3 separate regions of the Zea mays genome follow, and regions 1 and 2 are each linked to region 3. The links are chromatin contacts, called in public Hi-C and HiChIP or PLAC-seq maps. All regions are on one chromosome and are shown on one strand. Each heading gives the region's core, a stretch centred on a gene start, on an enhancer-like site or on the middle of the called end of the contact. The rest is flanking DNA. Distances are from core to core; before and after follow the strand shown. Region 1 holds the start of LOC103640938 (pre-mRNA-splicing factor CWC22 homolog). Region 2 holds the start of LOC100284110 (fiber protein Fb2). Region 3 holds the start of LOC100216739 (Putative cellulose synthase-like family protein).

What was found. A called contact is a pair of places that touch in the nucleus more often than the background predicts. HiChIP or PLAC-seq counts read pairs in DNA pulled down with a chosen protein or histone mark.
Region 1: a contact with region 3 is called in a Hi-C map of bundle sheath, with 1.8 times the contacts expected there. The contact joins the promoter of LOC103640938 here to the promoter of LOC100216739 in region 3. A contact is called at or near these places in 2 of 25 Hi-C or Micro-C datasets (bundle sheath and endosperm).
Region 2: an H3K4me3 HiChIP or PLAC-seq map of leaf shows a contact between it and region 3, with 3 times the contacts expected there. The contact joins the promoter of LOC100284110 here to the promoter of LOC100216739 in region 3. A contact is called at or near these places in 5 of 25 Hi-C or Micro-C datasets (ear, leaf and tassel) and 1 of 3 datasets of contacts at active chromatin or transcription factors (leaf).

The regions. Positions count from the first base shown.
Region 1 is chr10:22,371,865-22,374,719 of Zm-B73-REFERENCE-NAM-5.0, forward strand. LOC103640938 (pre-mRNA-splicing factor CWC22 homolog) reads left to right here and starts at 1,309. Exons shown (of 8, transcript XM_020545568.2): 1 at 1,309-2,486. The coding sequence starts at 1,476.
Region 2 is chr10:22,424,660-22,427,757 of Zm-B73-REFERENCE-NAM-5.0, forward strand. It overlaps LOC100284110 (fiber protein Fb2), which reads right to left and starts at 1,628. Exons shown (of 5, transcript NM_001157007.2): 1 at 1,344-1,628; 2 at 1,055-1,239. The coding sequence starts at 1,407.
Region 3 is chr10:22,553,600-22,556,625 of Zm-B73-REFERENCE-NAM-5.0, forward strand. It overlaps LOC100216739 (Putative cellulose synthase-like family protein), which reads left to right and starts at 1,496. Exons shown (of 3, transcript NM_001359489.1): 1 at 1,496-2,761; 2 at 2,860-3,026. The coding sequence starts at 1,743.

The sequences.
Region 1 (2,855 bases), core at 59-2,558, 180 kb before region 3:
CTCGGCTCTAGCCTTCGGGTGATTTCTCCGCCTCGACCAACATCAAGTTTGGTCCTCGGGCAAATTCTCCACCTCGCCCGAGCTCGGCCTTGGCCACCTACTACGCCGTGAATCCTGCAGACGGCCACTCCGCCCGACTGTGGTGCACGTCAAGGGACGGCTCGACTAACGCCTCGGGAAGACTTCCGCCTCAACTAACCAGGGGCTCTGATCTCGATAAGCGCAACAGGGAATCTCGACGTCATCCCGTGTCAGGACGCTGACACACCCCGTAAGCAGCCTTTGGCCCATACCCCGGCGCTGTTACAACAACTACGGCATGGGCAACCTCTCCCTCGGGGGCTCGGGCGTACGGACAACCCCTCGGTCTCTGCCTCGGCTCTCTACGGGAAATCAGCAGGCGCGAGTCAGCAGCACAGTGCGTCATCACGTCGGCTTACAGGGCGCCAAGACGTCTCTCCTTCGGATACAACACCAGCTTCACTGTAGACGCTCCCCTTCGTGTATAAATAGGGCAGTGATCCCCCAAGAGGACGATCCATCCACGGGACACGCAGACGAACGCTCACTCCCCCACTTTGTCTTAGATATTAGTATTTGACTCAATCATCTCTATGGACTCGGGACTTCCTCTCTCCCGCCGTGCTTGTAAACCCCCTACTACAAGCACCACAGTGCGAGTAATATAAGCCTCATCCTCCTCTGCTGGAATAGGGCATTGTATTGCCCGAACCAGGATAACTGCTTGTGTCTTCTCGCTCACCATCTAGAGTCGGCTACGCGACACATTTACTAGTTGGTTAAGGACCCGTGGTCCAAACACCGACAAGTTTATTTCGAGAAGCAGCTAAACTGATAAACTGTTGTGTAAGCTACCTGTTTAGCAAAACTTCTGCTTATGGGGTGTTTGAATGCACTAGATCTAATAGTTAGCTGCTAAAATTAACTGAAGACAATGAAACAATCTAGGTATTACTTTAGCTATTAGCTATTTTAGCAAATTATCTAATAGTTAACTAGCTAGCTAATTTAACTAGCAATATTTTAACTAACTAACTATTAGTTGTAGTGCATTTAAATACCTCGTAAATCTATTAAAAACTGAAAATAAGTTGTACCAAATAGGGTTCAGAACTTACTCTAGTGAGCTTTCGATTTTTAACTTCTTGAAGCTTTTTATTTTTAAATGGTTTGAGCTTTCGATTTTTAACTTCTTGAAGCTTTTTATTTTTAAATGGTTCCAAAGCTAAATTATAAAATTTCAAAAAAGCTGAAAGCTTAGATCTGACCCTTACTACTTACTAGGCTACACGGGACCGATCGAATCGATCTCTTGTCGGCTACACAGAACCGATCGAACCGATTTCTATTTTCTTCGTATCCAATTTCCATCCTTTCCCCTCTCGCGGGCTCGCGGCCACGACCCCGCTTCCCTAGAATTATTACCACAAACCACAAAACCCTCGGTCCCGGCTATGGCTAACTCCGTCTCCCCGCCGCGCCGCCGCCGCCACAGCCACCACGATGACGTCTCCCCGCGCCGCCGCAAGCGCCGCGCGTCCCCGTATCCACCTCGCTCGCCTTCCCTCGGCGTCGACGCGGACCGCCGTCGCAGATCTAGGGCTTCGCCGCCCGATTCCGACAGCCGCGGCCGCGGCCGAGACGCCAAGCCCTCTGAGGAGAAGGAGAACGGCCACGCCAAGCCCGGAAGGGATGAAGACGGCGACAACCGATCTCCCCGGCGCGACAGGGTTTCAGACGGGGAGGAAGGTGGCGAACGCCGGAGGATGCGCGATAGGGTTTCCGACGATGAGAAGGAGGAAGGACGTCGTCGCAGGCGGGCTAGGGATCCGGATGATGAGCCGGACGACCGCCGTGGCAAGCGAGACCGGGAGAAAGACAGACGGCGCCACCGGCGCCGGAGCCCTAGCTCGGAGTCAGGGTCCTCGCCCGACGGCCGTCGCCATCGCCGCCGGCGCCGAGACGAGGGTTCGAGGCGGCGGGACGACCGTAGGCGAAGGGAGGACGAGGGAGACGAGCGCCGTAGAAGCCCTGTGAAGGAGCTGACCCCGCCACTGCCTCCCCCACCGCCGCTCCTTCCGGAGATGATCCCTGGGCGCACGGGTGGGATCTACATCCCGCCTTTCCGCATGGCGCAGATGATGCGTGATATGGAGGACAAGTCGAGCCCTGAGTATCAGCGCCTCACCTGGGATGCTCTCAAGAAGAGCATCAATGGGCTGGTGAATAAGGTGAATGCGACCAATATCAAGAATATAGTGCCAGAGCTCTTTGCAGAGAACCTTGTTCGTGGGCGGGGGCTCTTCTGTCAGTCTTGCATCAAGTCACAGATGGCCTCGCCTGGGTTTACTGATGTATTTGCTGCGCTAGTTGCGGTTGTGAATACCAAGTTCCCTGAGATTGGGAAGTTGCTTCTTGTTCGTGTCGTGCTCCAGCTCAAGAGGGCATATAAGCGAAATGACAAGGTGAGCTTGTCTTCATTTTCCTCAGCTCAAGAAGTGTTTTAGTACTTTGTTACTTTTTTATTTAAGAATGACTCATTTAGAATCTACAAACGCCGGGTCTAGTTGCATTCCAAGGTGTTTTCATATAATTAGTTTCACTTATTGTATGGTTGCTTATCTAATCCTTATCAAGATCTTTGCAATTTTTTAAACCATTTACAAAATGGGCTATCCTATTTATGTTAGTCTGGAAAAAATGGCTACTTAAGTCTGCAGCTGAAGGAGAACTATTGGTGCATACACCAATAGATCTGCTGTTCTGCAATTACAAAGGTTTGTAGTTGGCTCATGAAATTCTTTGCACAACACTTCACATTGCTTTCCATTTGT
Region 2 (3,098 bases), core at 378-2,877, 130 kb before region 3:
CAGAAACTGATCATACAATCAAAAGCATAAATTTCCAAACAAAATAAATCACCTTGGATGTAATGTTAGCCCAACCACACAAACACTAAATCATGGAAGCAAGCAATGTCTAATATATACATCCAAGGGCGTTGTTAAAAACTATATTCTAACAACATTTTCAGGGTACAGTAAAACTATGGGAGAAAATCTTCCATAAACAGGTGAAGCAAACTAGCATCGTGCGCTGAAGCAGAACCACCTAAGGTTCCTAACAAAAATCCCTTCTTTGCAACTGAAACCAACTTAGGAAACACATCATGCATATGAGCACGAAAACCTTAGACACCTAAAAAAGATCCAATCTTTGAATCTGGTATATTGTCTTAGCAGCAAAATAAGAAGCACAAACACTCTTCTATATACACAGAAGCACCTTGAAAACCAAAAGCACATCTATGCAACAGAATCCATGACCTATGACTAAAATTAGGCTCAAATGGAGACAAGAGAACTAGAAAAACACAACATTTGCAGCTAAAATCTCAATCTTAACAACTAAAAGGAGCCTCCAAACAATGTTTGGTACATAAGCATAAGCACCTTGTTCACTGGAAATAAAAGCAGCATAGCAAGCTTAGTACAAAAGCAAGCGTAACTTGCACAGCCCAGAATTCCATCCCACCATCTACTAAAATTTTAGACCTAGAACTAAAATGAGCTGATACATACAATGTTGTACACTTGTACTAGCAGAGGCGTCTTACACAGCTCAAAATCCCTATCTTTACAACTACCAATCCAACATAGATAAAAGCAGCTCACTCACACGCTATATGCAAAGAGCAGGACCCTCGACGTCCGAAAGATGACAACTATACGTGTAAGATCTAATATTGACAGCTAAATCAGGTCAAAAACGCAGGCATACTCCATATACTAATACAGAAATAAAAATCCAACATGTTCTGCGGCACTTCGTGGGATGAATAACCTAACGTCTACAGCTAGAAGAGCTCATAGTAGAAAAGACTAGAAATTTGCATCTTCCCATAAAAGAATGAGATGAAATTACCCCGGCATTGACCTCAGCACGGTGCTCGTCGTCCATATGGCACCACAGCCCCACCGCGTCCAGCTCCTCGCTGCAGAACGGGCAGAGCAGCTCGTCTCCAGCCCCGGCACCCGCCGCTCGCTCTTCTTCCTCCTCATCCTCTTCCTCGTCACTAGGCTCCACCTCGTCGAGCCCGATCAGCGCATCTGCGGCAGCACAAAACCCAGTCAAAACCTCCACCAGAAATCCTCGAAACTCCGCACATGACCCGCAAAATACTTGGAAAGGGGGAATCGGGTATCTGACTCACCGAAACGCGTGCCACGGTAGTGACTGGTTTCGGCGGTGAGGCGCTCGTACACTTCCATATCCATGGCGGTGGCGGCGCTGGTGCCGGAGCAGGGGGTCGGGCTCTTGGCCGAGCTGAGGGAGGCCCGCCCAAGCTTGCGTGGGCGAGCGGGGGGCGGCGGCGGCGGTAATCGTAGGGTTGAGCCGCTTAGGTTAGGGTTTTGCGGCGGATGCGGAAGAGAGATTTGTAGAGAAGAGAAGAGAGAGGGGGAAGACACCGACAAAGGGGAGGGACGAGAGAAGCGTGGGTGGCTGGGAGGCTAGAACTAACCACAGTGTGTTCGATGCAAAAAAATAAAATGCATGCCGTCAACACCGGTTCTCAAAGTCCTGCCGCACAACGCTAGGCATCGAGGACGTGCATGAGCCTGTGGGCCAAACCTGTCAGAGAACCATCGATGTGGTGTGATAATGAACTAACAGTTGTCTTTTGTAATACAGTACTGAGATGTTTTTAAAATGAGTCGCATCATAAATATAATCAAGAAATAATATATATGTAAAATATGGAGAGTCGCGTAGATATGTGTTTTTAATCAATCACTTCATAAATATAGTTAACACACAATATATATAGAGAGTCGTGTAGAATGGACTAGCTCTTGTATTTTTTTTTCCATTTAATCCCTCAGAGACTAAGGATGTTCCTAAAACGTCCAACCTATATGACAACTCTAATATTTTAACATAGATAAACATAGAATTTGAAGCTAATTTTTATTTATGTTATTAAGAATATTGTGAAGTATAAAAATAAAATTTTGTGTAGTTTTTTGTGTGCATTATTTTCTCCCTACAAAAAAATGTGAAAAAAATGAATTTGTATTTGTATACGAATCTTATATCAATTATTTTTATAAAATATAGAACAAATTTGAGGTTTACTTTTTATGAATATTATACAGGCCTCGGGCATCCCAACTGGTCACCTCATTCAGTCGGATACCCCATTCTTCGGCATCGTACCGACTGAAGGGGTATCCCCTAGGGCACCTCTTCATGTCGGTTTCAGTCGCCATGGTTTCAATCAGGCGAATCTCAGTCGGCCCCGTTTGTTACAGTAAACCAGAATCTTCTAAAGGCATATTATGAGGACCTTTGAGTTGATTGATGTTCAAATCAATTCAAACCTCGAGGGCTACACCCAATGGGTACAAAGATAAGACAAAGCTAAACTCAAAGGCAGATTGTGGAGACCTTTGAGTTGATTGATGCTCAAATCAATTCAGAGCTCAAGGACTACACCCATTGGGTGCATACAAAGATGAGACAAAGTTAAACTCAAAAGCATATTGTGAAGACCTTTGAGTTGATTGATGCTCAAATTAATTCAAACCTCGGGGGCTACATCCATTGGGTGCACCTACGGTGCACCTAATGGACACAAAGACGAGACAAAGCTAAACTCAAAACACAAATTGTGAAGACCTTTGAGTTGATTGATGCTCAAATCAATTCAAAGCTCGGGAGCTAGGCCAATACAGAGATGGAGCAAAGCTGCCTTCAAAAGCTTAGAAAAGTCAAAGGGTACCATTCTTCCTTATAGTGTCGAGCCAATTACTCTAAAAGTTGGCTTGAGCCTCAGGGGTTGTGGGGGTAGATATCCTTCGGGTCTTCATGAACATAGAAACGTATCATGGGCTGCCTGATGGGCTCCCCAATGGTTTGCTTTGCGGATAGACCATCAGACCGCAATCAGGTTGGGCAAACTTGATCC
Region 3 (3,026 bases), core at 246-2,745:
TAGTCAGGTAGTGGCGAAGCTAAAGTAAATTTGAAGAGGGCACAATTGTCTCTGTGGGTGCATAAAGATTTGTTAGATGGGTGCATATATGGTGAAATTTTATCAAAATCTATAGATTTTACATTTTGGGGGTTCATTTGCATCCATTCAGTGTAATGTAGCTTCACCCATGCAGACAGGTCCATCCAGCCCCTAGACGTTCAAAATCGACGTGGGGAGCTATCTGACCACACATTTACCTAGAGATGGCAACGGGTAAAAACCCGCTGGGTATTACTTGCCCAAACTCATACCCGCGAAGAAAAAAATATGCCTGTTAAAAAGCCCATACCCATGACGGGTATAAAATTTTACCCAAACCCATACACATGCGAGTTTCGGGTACCCAACGGGGTTCCCATACCCACTAACATCAACATAAAAAATAATTTATCATGTAAATAACAATCAATACATTAATAAGCTAGGATAAAAGGAACAAGTGATAACTAATTTTAGCTTAAAATTTGTTACATGAAGTTTATTTCAATTAGAACATATTCAATTAATAATATTATGAGACATATTTATAAGGAATGATGATTTTAAGGCGGGTTTTAAAAACCCATGGGTTTGCGGGTATGGGTAGTGGAAGAATAAACCCATGCCCACGTACCCGTTGGGTTTCCATTTGAACCCATTAACAAACTCATTGATATAGAAATTGACTCAAACTCATACCCTAATAGAGCAAAAACCCACCGGGTTTCGGGTAGCGGGTACTCATTGCCATCTCTACATTTACCTGGGTGCCAACCAAACAAGCCTTATTGTGGGTCGAAAATTACGACAAGTATCCGACTGTTATATTAGTTGGGTCGGGTCAGACCATGTTCTTTTTTATGGTCGAGTCGGATGACCCATAATCAGATCTACGTGTAGAGCTCTACTAAGCTAGCCTTAATCTCATAGGGCCCACATGATGGTAAGTTAACAGGTTAACTCCGGTAATTTTTTTCACAGCCAATGGTACGAAATACGAGTACGAGGTGATTAATTCTACAATTAATCGCGATTCACCACGGAGTGAGACAAGACAAACAATTTCATTCCATCACGGATTCACGAGCATCACGCACCAGCCGCCGAAGCAAAGCCCCTATCATACGGCCCACCCGTCAGTAACATGTGGTCCCCGTCCCCGCGCGCGCCTCTGTACTCCCCCGCGTGGGCCCCAATAGCTTCCTCCCCTCTCTCCGCAAACGGCTACCAGCCTTGCCGCCCGCTCGGCCCAACCAAACGTGCACCGTCCGATTCCCCACCAGACGGCCGGATCCGCCCCGCGCCCCCGACCGTTGCGCGGCCACGTCAGCGCAAGTGACTCGACCGTTGGGGCGGCCGGCAACTCTGCTCGCCATTTCAAAAAGCGAAGGCGAAGCGTCCGACGGAATAAATACAGGCGCTGCCACGCCCTGCGCCCCACCAGATCCTCTTCCTCCTCGGTTTGCGAGCTCATCGATTGCTCACTCATCACTCTATGCTCACGAGCTCCAGCCTTCAGAGCGCTATAATTCCGGCCCGATCCTTTGTTGGAAACCTTCTCCGAGCTTTCCACGGTTCATGGGAGCGCGAGTGGTGGGTGCAGCAAGCTCCAGCCTTTTCTGGTGGGTCTGAGCTGAGCTGAGCTTTGAGAGATCCATCGAGCTGGTCTGGATCGCTAGTTTCGCTGGTTGGCCGTGGAGTTGATTTGATTTCTGGGAGCGATGTCGCGCCGGCTGTCGCTGCCGGCGGGGTCGCAAGTCACGGTGACTGTGTCGCCGACGAGGGGCAAGGCTGAGAGCCCCGGGGACGGGGTGATCAAGAGGAGCGGCGGCAGGATCGGGCTCACCAGCCCTGCGCCGAGGCACTCGCTCGGTGGGGCGGGGTCCTCCACCATCCCCACTGTGCAGCTCTCGCCCGTGCGCCGGAGCGGTGGCAGCCGGTACGCGTCGCTGGACGGCGGTGCAGGCGCGGATGACAGCGCCGAGTTCGTGCACTACACCGTGCACATCCCGCCCACACCCGAGCGGACGGTGGCGGCGTCCGCTGACTCCGTCGATGCGCCAGCGCCGACGGCGTACGACGAGGACGGCGGCGCGGCGGGGGTGCGGGCGCAGAGGAGCTACATCTCCGGTACCATCTTCACGGGCGGACTCAACCAGGCCACGCGCGGCCACGTTCTCAACACCTCCGCCAACAGCGCCGCGGTCGCGGCCTCCGCCAACATGTCGTGCAAGATGCGCGGCTGCGACATGCCGGCGTTCCTGTCCTCTGGCGCCGGCGGCGGGCCGTGCGATTGCGGCTTCATGATCTGCCGCGAGTGCTACGCGGACTGCGTCGCGGCCGCGGGGAACTGCCCCGGGTGCAAGGAGCCCTACTCTGCGGGGAGCGACACCGACGACGATGGCGAGGACGATGAGGCCGTCTCCTCGTCCGAGGAGCGGGACCAGCTGCCGCTCACGTCAATGGCGAAGCGCTTCTCCCTCATACACTCCATGAAGATGCCCAGCAACAACGGTGGCGGCGGAGGAAAGCCGGCCGAGTTCGACCACGCGCGCTGGCTCTTCGAGACCAAGGGCACCTATGGCTACGGCAACGCGCTCTGGCCCAAGGACGGACACGGCGGCGGTGGCGGTGGCGGCGGCTTCTCTGGATTCGAGGAGCCGCCCAACTTCGGCTCCCGCTGCCGCCGGCCGCTCACCAGGAAGACCAGCATATCTCAGGCCATCCTCAGTCCTTACAGGTAGCAAATTAATGGCAAGAGATTTATTAGAAAAATCCCTCTGAAAACAATAGATTTCTGTGCGGTTATGGTAGATTTAACTCTGCTCTCCGGTACAGGCTGCTGATCGCAATCCGTCTCGTAGCGCTGGGGTTCTTCCTGACATGGCGTATTCGGCACCCGAACCCAGAGGCGGTGTGGTTGTGGGCGCTTTCGGTGACGTGCGAGGTCTGGTTCGCCTTCTCCTGGCTTCTCGACAGCCTCCCCAAGCTCTGCCCCATCCACC